Regions from separate parts of the Sus scrofa genome. Here regions 2 and 3 are each linked to region 1. Evidence: chromatin contacts called from public Hi-C and HiChIP or PLAC-seq data. All regions are on one chromosome and are shown on one strand. Each heading gives the region's core, a stretch centred on a gene start, on an enhancer-like site or on the middle of the called end of the contact. The rest is flanking DNA. Distances are from core to core; before and after follow the strand shown. Region 1 holds the start of C7H15orf40 (UPF0235 protein C15orf40 homolog). Region 2 holds the start of WHAMM (WASP homolog-associated protein with actin, membranes and microtubules). Region 3 overlaps HOMER2 (homer protein homolog 2).

Region 1 (4,876 bases), core at 1,354-3,853:
ATCAGCCACAGCTCCAATCTGACCCCTAGCCTGGGAACTTCCATGTCACAGGTGCAGCCCAAAAAGCAAAAAACAGGAGTTCCTGTCGTGGCTCAATGGTTAATGAATCCGAATAGGAACCATGAGGTTGCAGGTTCGATCCCTGGCCTTGCTTAGTGGGTCGGGGATCCGGCATTGCCCTGAGTTGTGGTGTAGATGGCAGACTTAGCTCAGATCCCACGTGGCTGTGGCTGTGGTGTAGGTCGGTGGCTACAGCTCCAATTAGACCCCTAGCCTGGGAATCTCCATGCCGCTGGAGCAGCCCTAGAAAATGCAAAAAAAGACAAAAAAAAAAAAAAAAAGGCAAAAAACAAAGTCTTTCTTTCTCTGGCCAATGTCCCCACTTCTGGCATAGGACAAACTAAGAATAATATAGGCTACATATATTTCTATATGTGTTCTTTCTGAAACACTTTTATTAAAAAATTGAGGTATAACTGGAATTCCCTGATGGCCTAGCAATAAAGGATTTAGTGTCATCACTGCTGTGGCATGGGTTTGATCCTGACTCAGGAATTTCCACATGCTGCAGGTGGGGCCAAAAAAAATTGGGGTATAATTGATATATAACATTAGGTTCAGATGCATGACATAATTATTTGATATCTGTATACATTTCTAATTGATCATAGTAAGTTTGTTTAATAAAATACCATATTAAAAAGGAAAATATACAACAGTTTTTCATCTAATTTGATATTCTATTCTTTATCTACCTATTTACCTACCTATCTATCTATTGTGGTGCTCATGGCATATGAAGTTCCCAGGCTAGGGGTCGAATCAGAGCAGCAGCTGTCCATCTACGCCACAACAAAGCGAGATCCAAGCCATGTCTGTGACCTACATCACAGCACCACAGCACGGGATCCTTAACCCACTGAGCAAGCCCAGGGATGGAATCCACATCCTTATGGGTACTAGTCAGGTTCTTAAACCACTGAGCTACAGTGGGAACTCCCTAACTTGGTATGCTGTAAATATGGTATATTCACTTTTAAACACCAGATTTACACGTTTACATTAAAATCTAAGAATGAAGAAGCCTCTAACTGCAGATGCAAAAAATACACTTCACCATATAGGATAAACTTTCAGCAAACCAAGACAAAGGGAGGATTGGGGGCCAGGGCAACTGATTCATACAAGACTCCCACCCCAGTGTCCAGATATACCTGTCACAGCATTTTGCTTGGAACCAGGTTTGGCATGGATGGCTATGGTGACACAACCTTTAGGATCAACTGTCACAGGACCTAAGGGAGGAAGCGGTCTCTCTTGTTCCTTGCTCTGGCTTTTACCCTAAAACGACAACAACAACCACACTACAACCTTACTTTCCCACACATTTGATAATTCCACAATTCCTTTTCATCCTTAACCAGGACAAACTAGGCAAATCTGTTCTGTCCAGGTATTTCCGGGTCCCTAGAATGATCTTCCAACATCCTTCATGGCTCAAATCAATTCTGCCATGAAGCCTTGCCATCAACCCCACAAAGTGCTTTTTTTCCTGCCCTGGAAAACCTGACTTAGAGCTGGTTCCTACCGTCTGCTTTGTATTTCCTATTCCTCAGGAGTAGATACCATTTATTACTAATCTTTGTATTTCAAGCAGGATAAGTTAATACATGTTTGTGAGCAACTATGGCTGGAAGCGGTGTGTTTGCGGGGGATGGAGGGGGGAAGAAGTGGTATTTAAAGGACTACTATGTGCCAGAAGCTGTACTATGAACTTTCCATTCAACAAACACAAACTAAGCACCAGGGCAGCACGCAGGCAAAGGATAGATAAAGATAAAAAAGGACACATGGTCCTTGCCCTCAAGGAGCTTGGACTGCAGAGAGAAAGAATAAATCTACTTAACACACGTGCTAAGAGTGCCGACGAGATACGCACAGGCCATCACTACGCAAAGAAGGGCAGGCAGTCGGGCCTTTGGGACACCAGGGAAGCTCCCAGCAGGAGGCAGTCTTAGAGTTATTGGAGTCAGCCCCTCAGAGACGGCGGAAGGGAAGCGGGAGTAGTGTATACTGGACTGAGAGGTGCGAGAACCAGTCCAGGGGAATAGACAGAATGCAAGCTCCCAGGGAAGCAGAGGCCGCCCGGAGCAGCCGAAACACGAAGCGCTGGCCTGAGAGAGAGGGAGAGGCCGGACAGATCAGCAGACGCAACTCAGGGAGGGCCTCGCGCACCGCCGGCCCGGGCGCTGACCTCCCCCGCTGGACCGGGGCGCGGCCGAGTGAGGCGGGGGGCAGGAGCCCCGGACCGCAGAGACAACAAGCAGCTGGCGGCGCTCCCACCCACCCACGGATCCCTCTTCACTCCCGCGCTCCCCAACCAGCATTCCAGCCGCCCCACCCTCCCGCTGCCATGGGTCTTGCAACTGGCCTTGTTTGTCGCGCCAGCTTTCTTGGGCATCTCGGCGCCCAAGGGTAGGCTGGCGGCAGCTCGAGTACCAGCTCCTGCTGGGAACTGCCTCAGCCCACAGCGGAGGCTCAGCATCCCCGGCAAGGAGGGGGCGGCGAGGGCAGCCCGGTGCCGGAAGAGCCCTCTGCGCCTGCGTGCGCTGCGGGTGGGTATATCTCCGCTGGTCTGCGCCTCTGCTCTGGCGCGAGGGCGACACCTTCCGGCCGGCGGGGGTAGGAGTCTTCGTTACCCCAGGACCTGCACGGGGGCCCTCTCCACGTAGAAAAGGGCTCAGGAGATGGAGAGATGGGGAGCTGGCCTCTGATCGAGTTGGTGACCACTCCCACCCCCTCCCCCACAGAGGATAGGGAGGTTGTGTTACCTCATGGGAAGAAAAGATTGGACTGAGCGGCAGAGTGCACAGGGCCATGCATTCTCGCTGCTGCAGCCAACCAGCAGGTGCAGACAGAGCCCCACCCTGCTTCCTATGGCCCACAAGTGGATATAGAACCTCGTGCTGCCTTAGCCTTTTGGTATCCATGGAGCACCTACCTTGTGCTAGGCGCTGAGGATGCCACAATGCAAAAAGAGAGGAAATCTATTCTGATGTGTAATGTGGCAAGAGAGGCAACTGAAGTCGGCAGAGGCATGATCAGTTATTGAACTGTTTGAAGCGAAGGATAGGTGGAGTCAAATTTGTTGTGTTTAGAAAGATCACTGGCTGCAGTGTGGTCAATAGAGGAATAGAAGCAGGGAGATCCGCTATTTAAGTGGAAGATAGTGGCCTCAATCAGAGTAGTAGCAGTGGGAATGGAGAATTGGGAGCTGATCATTTTGAGGATATTTAGGAGCTGGAATGATTGGTGTTTGGGGAATGACGAGGTGGGAATGAAGATGAAGATTCATGGAAGATGCCCAGGTTTGGGGCCTGAGAAGCAGGTTTGGGAATTGGTCAGTTTGGAACATAATGAGTTTGAGATATATGTGGGACACTAAGTAGAAATATTAAGGGTGACTGAATGTCTAACTGAAGCTTGAGAGATCTGGGCTGGTGATGGATTTTGGAACCCTCTGAAATGGACGGTAATTGAAGTCATGGAAGTGAATGAGAGAAAGACTCAGAGAGTGTGCAGAGCCTGAGGGCCCAGGACAGAACCCTAAGGGAAAGTAAAGAAGAGAAGGCACCAAATGACACTGGCCAGACATAGGAGTACATGGTAAACTAGAAAGGGTACTTCAGGGCTAAGTGGTCAACAGTGAGAAGTGCCACAGAGAGAACATGTAAAATAGACATCAGAGGTGTTGGTGACCTCAACAGCAGCAGTTTCAGCAAAGAGGAGGAAAGAGATAACGTGTAGGGAATAATTTGATTTCATTATGGAGCAACTGGTGTTGGAGGAGCAGATGACATTAAGGTGGTTTTATTTCTTTTATAAGCTGGATGAGAATTAGCCATATTTGAATATTGATAGGAATGATCTAAGAGAGGAGTTGTTAACACCAGAGGTGCAGGTGGAGACTGGGTGGTCGACAGGAAGCCTTACTCACACGCCCCTTCCTTCATAAGAGAAGGGAAAGTTTAGTTGCACATGAGCTGTGTCTATAGGTTTGGTGGGAGGAGCTGGAGTTAATAAAAAGAGCAGACGAAGTATTGAAGATATGAGGAGAGTGGAACAGGTTTAAATGTGCTTGAGAATGTCAAAAAGCTAACTAGTGAAACCCTACCTGGCAGCACTGATGGTCCAGGTGAACTTGGAGATGGTGAAACCATCAGGGTCCAATCTGTTCACTTACATCATTTTAAATGCCTGGACCCAACAGCCGGGAAGCTGAAGACAGACAACTGGATTCATTCAGGTGTGTTTGAGGGGGTTGAGGGTTACTGAAGTGGTTAAAGTGATCGAAGAGCAAAAGTGGAGAAGGAAAAAAAGATCACAGATGGAGTCTAACAGGGTAGGGAAGGAAGAGGGTTAACTGAGAGGTTAAGGGAATGGTGGTCTTGAGGTTCAAGAACGCAAGTCATTGGAGTAGGAGTGAGAGCTGCAGAGGCATGAAGGTTGTGGTCAGAGAGCAGAATGTGAATTTACCATTTCAGAAGTAGTGTGATTATGATGACCAAGTGCACGGTGTAGTCATAAGGAGGAGTGACTGACATGAAATGATGGTTACTGGAACTTAGGATGCAAATGGAAAGCTAGCACCCCATGTGGACACAGGCCACGATCACGGCTCTGGTAGAAAAAGAAAGTGAACCAGATATTAAACCAAAGCGAGATTTTGTTTGAAATCAATTAAGAATTGGGGCACACAAGCTGAATCAGCATTATGTAGAATTAGTTTTGGGTAAAGTCATGACAGGCTCACCTAGAGCCTTGACAGTTATAATGGAGATAAAGGAAACTTCTAAGGGTGAATTATTAATGGTTT
Region 2 (4,876 bases), core at 704-3,203, 210 kb before region 1:
CATTACAGTATAATCATATATATATTCACAAATGTATACATACACACACAAAATGAAAGCAAGGTTTATCTCTTATGAGTTATTTTCCTTTCATAACTTTTCTATGTCTAGTTTTATAATATTATTCATACCTTTTATTATTTTTAAAAACTCTTTAGTTTTTATTGTAAAATAATATATAGTATTTGGCTTAGAAAAGAGCAAATACTACAAAAGAATCATAAAGGAAATGTAAGCCAGTCAGGCACCCCGGTAAAAATGATTAGGTTTGGTGTGTACTTTTCTGTTTTTTTTTTTTTTTTCCTAAGAATGTATACATTTATGCCCCTCTCACACAAAACAGAAATTACCTTTATAATTAGAAAGTCTGCTAATTTCATTTTGAAAAAGCAAATAATTTAGAACTACTAGAAAGGATTAAACAATATAACACAAATACGGTAAAAAGATATACTGTAAAGAATATACAAAACATATTAAAACAGGCTATTAAAGAATAAGTAAATCATTTTTAGCTAAAACGATAATGTTAAAAAATAGTTTGAGGGAGTTCTGGCCGAGGCACAGTGGGTTAAGAATCCGAGTGTAGCGGCTTGGGTCGCTGTAGAGGCGGGTGATTGGATCCCCAGCCAGGTGCAACAAGTTAAAGGATCCTGAGCAGCTGCCCAGCCCTGGAAACTTCCATATGCCCCGGGTGCAGCCTTTAAAAAAAAAAAAAAAAAAAAAAGTTTGAGGAAAAATAAATCTCTTTACCTAAAAGGTTATCTGTTCAAGAGGACTGAATAATAGCCAGAGCCGCTGTCTGGTATCCAGGACCCCACAATCCCCCTTCTCCCGGACAGATACAGGCAACGTTAGACTTTCCAGCTACATTCCACAGAGGTTCCTAGATGCCCTGGGATTATCTTCAGCGGGAGAGATGCCTAACGGTAGCTTTCACCTAGCTCTGTTTTTTATTTTTGTTGTTGTTGTTTGTCTGGGGATAATAACCAGTGCAAATCTGATTGCAGGCTTTCCCAGCCCCCAAACCTTCAAAAAGTCTTTCATTGGTTCCCGAATCAAACCCTCACAAACCTTGTGATGAAGGGTTCCTTCTCAGCTCCTTGTGCACCCCCTCCCTCCCCTCCGCCCTCTACCCCCACTAGCCTCTCAGTGCACTGGCAGGATGGGAGCGGACCTGTGTTGTATTTCTCAGTACACAGTGGGTAGAGACCAAGGCTGTCTTATTCCCTGTTGTATGAACAGCTCGAGCTCCAAGTCACACTCCCTCCCCACTGCAAATTACATCTCCGGATCTCCTTAAACAGGTCTTCAGCAACCAGGTGGTCTGAAGGGTGTGAAGTGCCTGATTGCCTGTGTAGCTTAAGAAAAATTTCTTTTCTGAGCCTGTTTCCTTATCTCTCAAATGAAGGGTTTTAACATAGATTGTATTTAAACATGCTGCTTGAAAGCTGGGGTGCCTTGAAGAAGAGGTATCTTTTTGTATGCTCCCTCTGTGCCCAACCTCCCAAAACACGCACACAGCATACATTACGTAAAAGTTTGTTGAATTGATACCAGTGTTTGTGGCTTCTACCTAGTGCTTGGTGCTTAAAGACCTCCATTAAATAACTATTGCTTAAATGTTTGATCTCACCACTCTTGAAAGCAGGAATCATGTATTCACTAGGGTCCTGATAACAGAAGACAGAATCTCCATTTTCAAGAGGTTCACAGATTAGTGTAGGACTCTTCATTTAACAATTTTTCAACGTCAATATGTATACAGGTGGAAAAGGGGAGGCAAGAGTGGTAATTTCGGGCTCTCGACTAGGTTGCTACCTTGATTGCCTGGGGTGGGAGGACGATCTTTTGACCTTTTCATTGGTTGTCGAGAGCCCTCCCTTCTATTACCCAACCAATCCCGGAAGCGCGCTGGAAACCATAGCTAGCCAATCAAAAGTGCCGATGGTGGCGCTAGTCTGGGCGCTGACCCCGATTCTAGTTCAGCGAAAAATGACGCTGTTCGGACCTTCCAGTGAGTGGGAGTGCCAGGCCAGGCCCCGGCGAGCCAAGCCCTACGGGTGCTGACCGTCGGCGGCCATGGAGGACGAGCAGCCCGATAGCTTGGAGGGCTGGGTGCCGGTCCGCGAGGACCTCTTCGCCGAGCCAGAGCGGCATCAGCTGCGCTTCCTCGTGGCCTGGAACGACGCGGAAGGCAAGTTCGCTGTGACTTGTCACGACCGCACGGCGCAGCGGCAGCGGCGGCGCGAGGGGGACCGGACGGGGCCCGAGCGCGAGCCCAAGCCCGTGCTCGAGGCCGCCGCCCCCCCGCCCAGCTGGGCGGGCCTGCTCTCGGCCTCCGGGCTCCGCGGCGCGCACCGGCAGCTGGCGGCGCTATGGCCGCCGCTGGAGCCCTGCTTCCCGCAGCTGCCGCCAGAGCTGGACGCGGGCGGCGGCGGGGCCTGGGGCCTGGGGCGCGGGCTGTGGACGCTGGTGTGGCCGGCACGCGCGGGCCCGGGCGAGGCGGCGCTGCAGGAACTGTGCGGGCAGCTGGAGCGCTACCTGGGCCAGGCGGCCGACGGCTGTGGCGGCTCCGCGGTGCGCGACGCGCTCTTCCCGGCGGATGGCTGCGCGGCGGACTGCGAGAGCCTACGCGAATTTCGGGAGCGGGCCCTGCGCGCGCGGCGGGACGAGGCGGGCTCACGGCTGCGCCAGGTATGCACCCACCGGGCGGACACCCGGTCCTCTCCCGCTCGGTTCAGCCTTGGGGCCTTTCCGAGGGTGGGGGTCCTTCCGTAGACCCTCGCGGGGAGGGGGCCAGTTTTTAGTGTGATGCACAGGAGAGCACAGTCCCATAGGTGCCCTTCACCTGTTGGGGAGCAGCTTGGGGAATTCTGAGGAATCCACATGGGGTCTAGTAAGAGGACTAAGTTACGGCAACAACATCAACAACCTTTATTCGCTGTGAGAAGCTGGGTAGGCCCTTAAACCATTCCGCTGAAGCTATTGGCGGAGCAGGCTGCTGTGATGCAAATACTAGAGGATACTGAAAGCAAAACTAGAGCTACCCTCTCCGTGTAGGAAATGACAACACGGACTAAATGTAAACAAAGCCAGGTTCTGTGCGTGAGCGGAGATCAGTAGTGGGGACAAAATGTTCTAGAGGATGAAGCGGCTTCTAGGAGACGGTTACATGGAATAGCCGATGGGACGTGAGCTGTATTCATCGGTCTTTAAGAGCAGCAACAGGAGTGCAATTTTAAGCTTGAAAGAGGTAATTAGAGAGATCAGACAATTTATTTTTTGAGTGGTAAGCTACAGAACTGAAGGGGATTCACAAATTCACAAAAGAGTTTAAGAGGAACTATGGCTCATATATCCACAGCTATCCCACACCCTGACTTGCCTCTATTTTGCCGGTTTCTCCCTAGGAGCCATTCTTTTTTGTTTGTTTTGTTTTTTGCTTTTTAGGGCCGCACCCGTGGCTTATGGAGGGTCCCAGGATAGGGGTCGAATTGGAGCTGTAGCTGTCGGCCTACACCACAGCCACAGCAACGCCAGATCCCAGCCGCGTTTGCGACCTGTACCACAGCTCAGGCAACGCCGTCGGATCTTGGACCCACTGAGCAAGGCCAGGGATCGAACCCTACCCCTCACAGAGACTACACTGGGTCCTTAACCCACTGAGGAAACTCCCTTAATCGGTATTTGACATTGATGCATTAAAGTTTAGAACATTCAGGTATCTTCAGCTTTGGTATGCTCTTATACTGTCTGTACTGGAGCTTTGTTTACATTTTGCCTTCTAGCTGCTTCGAGGTCACAAAAAAGCCAACACCATGGTGGCATTAATGGAAGTTTATCAAGAGGAAGATGAAGCATACCAGGAATTAGTTACTGTGGCAACCATGTTCTTCCAGTATTTACTGCAGCCATTCAGGGATATGCGAGAACTTGCGACTTCATGTAAGCTTGCTATTTTGGTACGTTTTCTTTATATTTTTATTTTATCAGATTTACTATTTATCATATACTCTTTCCTTAGTCACATTTAAGATTCAGTCTATGTTAGCACTTTGAGTTCACCATTATGTTTAGATAACCTTAAAGATATATCAAATTCGTTTTATTTTTTAAAATTAAAAAAAAATAAATTATTTACAGTGTGCCAATTTCTGCTGTACAGCAAAGTAACTCAGTTATACATATATATACATTCTTTTTTATATTCTTTTCCCTTATGGTCTATCCCAGGAGATTGGATATAGTTCCCTGTGTGGTACAGCAGACTTCATTGCTTATCCATCCTAAATGTAATAGTTTGCATCTACTAACCCCAAAGTCCCAGTCCATTTTTCTCCCTCCCCCTTTCCCCTTGGTAACCACAAGTCTGTTCTCTATGTCTATAGGTCTGTTTCTCTTTTGTAGATAGGTTCATTTGTGCCATGTTTTAAATTCCACATATAAGTGATATCATACGGTATTTGTCTTTCTTTACATAGTATGGGAATCTCTAGTTGCATCCATGTGGCTGCAAATGTTCTTTTTATGTTTTATGTTTGTTCTTTTTATGGCTGAGTAGTATTACATTGTGTATATGTGTATGTGTATATGCTCCACATCTTAATCCATTCATATGTTGGAGACATTTAGGTTGCTTCCATGTCTTGGTTATTATGAATAGTACTGCTATGAAAATGGGGGTGCATGTATCTTTTTGAATTACAGTTTTGTCCAGATATGGGATGGGAGTGGGATTGTTAGATCATATTTAGTTTTCTGAAGAACCTCCATACTCTTTTCCATAGTGATTGCACCAATTTATACTCCCACCAAGAGTATAGGAGGGTTCCCTTTTCTCCACACCCTTTCTAGCATTTATTTGTAGGCGTTT
Region 3 (4,876 bases), core at 1,352-3,851, 160 kb before region 1:
CTCACCTGCTACCCACAAGGGCTCCCCAAACTCTGCAAGGGTCGGTGAGTGGGGGTCACAGCTCTCGATCACACAGGGACTCAGCAGCCCACCGCAGTAATGGCTCTCCTGCTGCCACCGTTGTCTACAGCCACAGCTACGGCACGTGCAAGTGGCTTTGGCAACTCTATCCTCGAGGAATAGGTCCCCTGAGTCGGTTAAGATGGCCCCTTCTGGATGAAGAAGCCACCTGACAGGGGTGCTGGGCATCAAAAGACCCAAGGTGAGGTTTCAGAATCCCAGTGTCCACTGCTCCTGGGCAGCAACTTGCCCAGTGTGCTGACGGGTGGACTGGCCTGGCCGGAGAAGACTCCCCATTAGACCGACTCCTCCCAGCCGGCCCAGCTCTCTGGTCTCGTGGTCAGCAGGGAGCTGCTAACCACTGTCCTGAGAACCATCTGGAGCTCTGGGGAAAGGGCAGGGCCAGCGGTGCCCAATCTCAAATCACCAGGAGGGCTGGCCAGGCTTTCCATTTCAGCGTGCGGGTCTCCCCTACATGCCCCTGTGCTCCAGATCAGCAGCCTTCCCTCCTTCCCATCCTCCCAGAAAGACCTCCCTGCTCAGGGGGTGGTCTCAGCCAGACAAAGGAGGGCAGCAGGACTTGTAAAGTCCACCCAGGGCCTGGGTCATATCCCCAGGCTACTTTATTGTCTATGGAAAACCAGCAGAGAGAAATCCTAATGTGTGAGAGGTCTCGAAGCCAGGAAGGGGTACCAAAGCCTCCCCCCACCTCCTCCAAAAGCATTTAGAAATGCCCACAGCCAGGGATTCAGACCTTCTGGCCATGCACAGGGCAAACCAAATGGCCACTGGCCCCACTGAGAAACTTGGTGACAGAGGAGAAGTGTAGGGCTCTGGTTTCTTCAGAGCAGGAGGCAGACCTGGGCAGAACACCTTCCTCTCAGGCTGAGGCTCAGCCACGTGGAGCCAACTCTCTCCCTCGTGGGCCTGTGTGATTTCATTTTCAACTGACTAAATCCAACAGAGGATCCCACTTTAGATCTCAAGCCCTGGGTAGCCCCTGGGTCAGGGCCCGTCAGTGGTCCTGGAATCCCCAGGCCACAGGCGCCCACCTGGAGAGGAAGGGTGGCTCCAGTGTCAGGGGTCCCCAGGGACAGAGCACCAGGGATGGGCTCCTGAGGGGGCCTCAGACCAGCTCCTGCTGCTTCCACTGCCATGTTCCCAGCCTCAGGGCCACCTGAGCCAGTCCGTGAGGTGGACCACAAAGTCACATTCATGCCTGATAATGACCCAGGGCACCAGAGCAGTGGACTGTTCACCAGGAGCTTGATGGGGGGGGGGGGGGTTGATTAAAACACTAAATTCTGTTTATATGTTTAATTGAACAAATATTTATTAAGCACCTACTTTGTGCCAAGCACTGTGCTAGGTACCCTTACCACGTGCTGTCCCCACAGCAGGGTCATCTGCTCAGAAATGAAAACCCAGAAAAGGAACATTGTTGCAACCCTACAAACCGGGGTGGGGGACAGGGGGGAGGGAGTGGATGCAGGTGATTCCTGCGCCAGAAATCGCACTCATCAGAAACTTGTTTTCCTTCTCTGGACAAACCTCTCCTAAGTGGTGGCTGTAAAGCATCTCTACACACAGAGGGAAGCTTCTCTCGCCTCGCCCCACACACGCGTGCCTGGCGGACGTTCGCATACTCTGGACGCTACTCAAAAGGAGCTGGAAAGGGTATTCATATTTGGATTAGAAAATACTTTTTTTTTTTTTTTTTCAGTTCTTATGGTTGCAACAGCCCTTAAGAAAGATAGAAACATCCCTGCCCTGACTGCGTAAACGTTTTAAGGTAGACCTAGTTCTGGATTCCTGAGTCAGCATCGTCCAGGCGTCCACAACCCCGCCAGGCCAGAGAAGCGAGGGCGGATTTCGATTCTGGGGAGGAGAGAGTGGACGGCGTCCCCCGGTTTGGAAACACGACAAACGGCGCCTGCGTTTACAGAAGCCACGCGAACAGGAGGAGGTCCTAGTGCTACCAGCTCACGCGCACCCCAGGGACTCCCGAGCCCTAGTTGTCGGCGCCCAGCTTGGAGAGGCCCCGGCGGAAGTCGTGCAGGTCGTCGATCTTCCCGTCTAGCACCTCCAGGAAGCTCTTGAGCTCCACCTTCAGGTGGCGCTGTCGGTACCTGCTCTCCTCGATGTCTGTCTTCAGAGACCGCACTTTGTCCTCCAGGTTCTGATTGTCTCTCTCGGCCGCCTGAGCAAAGCGAGAGAGAAGGGGCTGGGCTACCGAGCGGTAGGAGCCCCGCTGAGACCCAGGACAGCCGGACTGTGCGTCCCCGCGGGCCCGCCTCCACGGAGGTGTGACATCCCCGGGCAGCAAGCCTATGCTCTCTGGTCCCCGCTGTTCTCCCCCGCGGCCGGTGCCAATGGGCGGGGCGCATTGCCCAACATCTGGCCTAAAAATCGATGTTCCCCGCTCCTGGCCTCAAACGGAAGGCAGAACTGCCTAAAGGACGCCTCCTGCCCAAAGGAGCCTGCTGCTAAGCGACACTGTCCCAAGTGCCCAGCAGAGGAATTCTGAAAGCCTAGCACACCGGCTTTTCAGCCCCAGCCCCAGGCTGGTCAGCAGAGGGCCCCCTTTGGGTTCTGATCTGAGACAGGGAGAAGCAGCACAAAGAGGAGAGTGACTTGATGCTAGGGGTCACACAGGGAAGGCGAGGCCTCCTCTGCCCCAGGCCAGCCCCAGCCCCAGCAAGGGAGGACTGGCCCGGCCAGACACAGGGACAGTGGGTCTGTGCACTGGCTGTCCTGCGGGTGCCGTGGAGACGTTCAAGCTCCCGGGGGCCGGACTGCTGTGCGTCCTTCCATGAGGCTCAAGCCCTACTCTTCATACCAACCAAGAGCTTCCATCTTTTGGGTACAAGACGAGATTTTGTGAACATGTGTAAAGGAACCAGTACTAATACTGAATTGGGAACCTGAACAAAGTGCTCTTTGAAGCAAGGAGACCCTCCAAGGTGAAAATGGAGCTGAAGAGACTCCTTTCCTTTTATGGTCAGAAATCTGATGCTTGCAAATGGGGGGCCTGCCTAAGGACATGTCCAAGGTCACCGGGTGGGGAGATGGAATAGCCCTCGGGTCTCATGCCCTCAGCCCTCCCTTCTGTCATTTGCTTCTCACCCTTCTGTGGTTCTGTAGGGACGTCTATGGGTGGGAAACAATCACCCACACCACGTTATACACAGGATACCTTCGTGCAAGGGGATGAGCCAAGAGACAAACGCCAGGGGGCAGAGCACACAATCACCCTGGCTTTTTAGGAACACAAAGTCACTTGTCCTTAGCCAGCAAGGCGTGAAAGGGAGGGGCCTCAAAGAACGGGGTAACCCGACAGATGCCAAGGGGGATGTGTTCCCCGTCCTTACCTCTAACTTCTCAGAGACGTACTCACACTCTGACATGAGCTGAGGTATGATTTCACTTTGTTTTCGGAGGTCTTTCAATTCCTGCAGGAGACGGAAATTTGAAAAGAATGTGAAAGCACGTCAGATAAACACGTATTCTTGAAAATCCCCAACCTGTGCAGCTTTTGGAACCAGTGTTGTCTGCGTAAATGATAAGATGACAGTGCTTAACACACATCAGGTAATTCCAGAGGCTGAGTAGGTTACGTGCGTTCATGCCCCAACTCTGTACCCCGCCAGGCATGGCGAGGTCTTGGTATGATTCTTGCTCTGCAGATGGGGAAACCAAGGCTGAGAGAGGACCGGCTCCTTGCCCTGGGTCTCCATCCTCTGTGTACTGAGCTGCCCAGAAAATAAATGACTGTGTGACTGGGGGTTCGGGCAGCACCGGAGAGCAGATTTCAAATTCTGATGAGAGACCATCTACAAAAAGTCTCCAAGTGTTTTTGCAAAAGTTCCACTGCCTCTTGGATCTGAGTGACTGACTATATACGTACAATGAGGAGGCTGCAGAGGGTCGTCAGGCCTTTGTCTGGACTACGTGTGCCTTGGTGTGACTCTCGGCTTTGTCTGTGTGCTGATGTCCTGGCAGCTGCCAGGGCCGGTCACATGCGCCACAGCCATCTGCCGTGTCCTTGGGCGGAGATCAACCCCCAAAGGCCCCGGGGACACCGAGTGGCACTGCTCAGCGCTGCTCCACTCACCGTCTCCTTTTCTCGGAGTTCCGACTCCAGGTCCTCAATTCTTCTCTTCAGCTGGGTGTTCTTCTCCTTCTCTCTGTTGATCTCACTGCACTGCTCTTCCAGCTCGTCGATCTTTATCACATGTTAAAGCAGGGATTTAGTCATTAAACAAAAACATCACCGCAGCTCTGTTGGTACTTTCTTTTAAAATCAACCATAAATTAACACTTAGAAATTCTTCCTTGTGGCTATGAACAAACTCTCTGAGGCTCCCCTGAGCTGCTTGCCCCTGCGGGCAGATAGCTTATTTAATACCAACTGAGTATAAGTCATAAAACCTGGCTTCAGGATGCTCTGGGCTTCTGGTCTGCTCTCAGTCACAGGACAAAAGCTTCAGGTTTGCTTTAAGGATCCGTCACAAACAGGGGCCAGGTGTCCCATGAATCCAAATGCTTCTCCCCAGAATGATTTTCACATCATTTGAATCATGCCCTGAATGATTCTGTTGCATCTCAAGGGTTTTTACGCCAGCAGGGTAGAGAACTGAGCAGCTCTGTGAGACAGGGGCCACCAGATGGGGCGCAAGGACATTTCAAACGTTTTAAATCAAGATGACCTTTCCCCACTGACGCACGCAGGAGTCTGGCCTGTGGGCCTCTTCCTAGAGAGATGATGCGACCACAGGCTGACTTGGCAAATCCCCAGAGCGTGTCTTTCTCTCCT

Evidence for each region. Hi-C and Micro-C count contacts between places; a contact is called where the count stands out from the background. HiChIP or PLAC-seq counts read pairs in DNA pulled down with a chosen protein or histone mark.
Region 2: an H3K27ac HiChIP or PLAC-seq map of alveolar macrophages shows a contact between it and region 1. The contact joins the promoter of WHAMM here to the promoter of C7H15orf40 in region 1. A contact is called at or near these places in 2 of 5 promoter capture datasets (fetal liver and liver), 3 of 47 Hi-C or Micro-C datasets (embryonic fibroblasts, heart right ventricle and skeletal muscle) and 1 of 2 datasets of contacts at active chromatin or transcription factors (alveolar macrophages).
Region 3: a contact with region 1 is called in a Hi-C map of liver, with 3 times the contacts expected there. The contact joins the enhancer-like site here to the promoter of C7H15orf40 in region 1. A contact is called at or near these places in 12 of 47 Hi-C or Micro-C datasets (alveolar macrophages, embryonic fibroblasts, epiblast stem cells and 8 more) and 1 of 2 datasets of contacts at active chromatin or transcription factors (alveolar macrophages).

Annotation. Positions count from the first base shown.
Region 1 is chr7:51,927,076-51,931,951 of Sscrofa11.1, reverse strand. C7H15orf40 (UPF0235 protein C15orf40 homolog) reads right to left here and starts at 2,603. Exons shown (of 4, transcript XM_001929182.5): 1 at 2,432-2,603; 2 at 1,215-1,341. The coding sequence starts at 2,545.
Region 2 is chr7:52,137,410-52,142,285 of Sscrofa11.1, reverse strand. It overlaps WHAMM (WASP homolog-associated protein with actin, membranes and microtubules), which reads left to right and starts at 1,953. Exons shown (of 10, transcript XM_001927315.5): 1 at 1,953-2,697; 2 at 3,792-3,965. The coding sequence starts at 2,083.
Region 3 is chr7:52,091,781-52,096,656 of Sscrofa11.1, reverse strand. HOMER2 (homer protein homolog 2) reads right to left here. Exons shown (of 9, transcript XM_001927296.5): 7 at 4,175-4,285; 8 at 3,432-3,512; 9 at 1-2,260. The coding sequence ends at 2,072. Among named protein-coding and RNA genes, the nearest start is that of WHAMM, 46 kb to the left of the region's middle. Within about 2 kb of position 2,601, at least 24 of the 83 cell types and tissues checked have an H3K27ac peak or open chromatin away from gene starts, as enhancers often do. A contact at or near this core is called in liver, omental adipose tissue, retroperitoneal adipose tissue and 1 more, where this site is marked.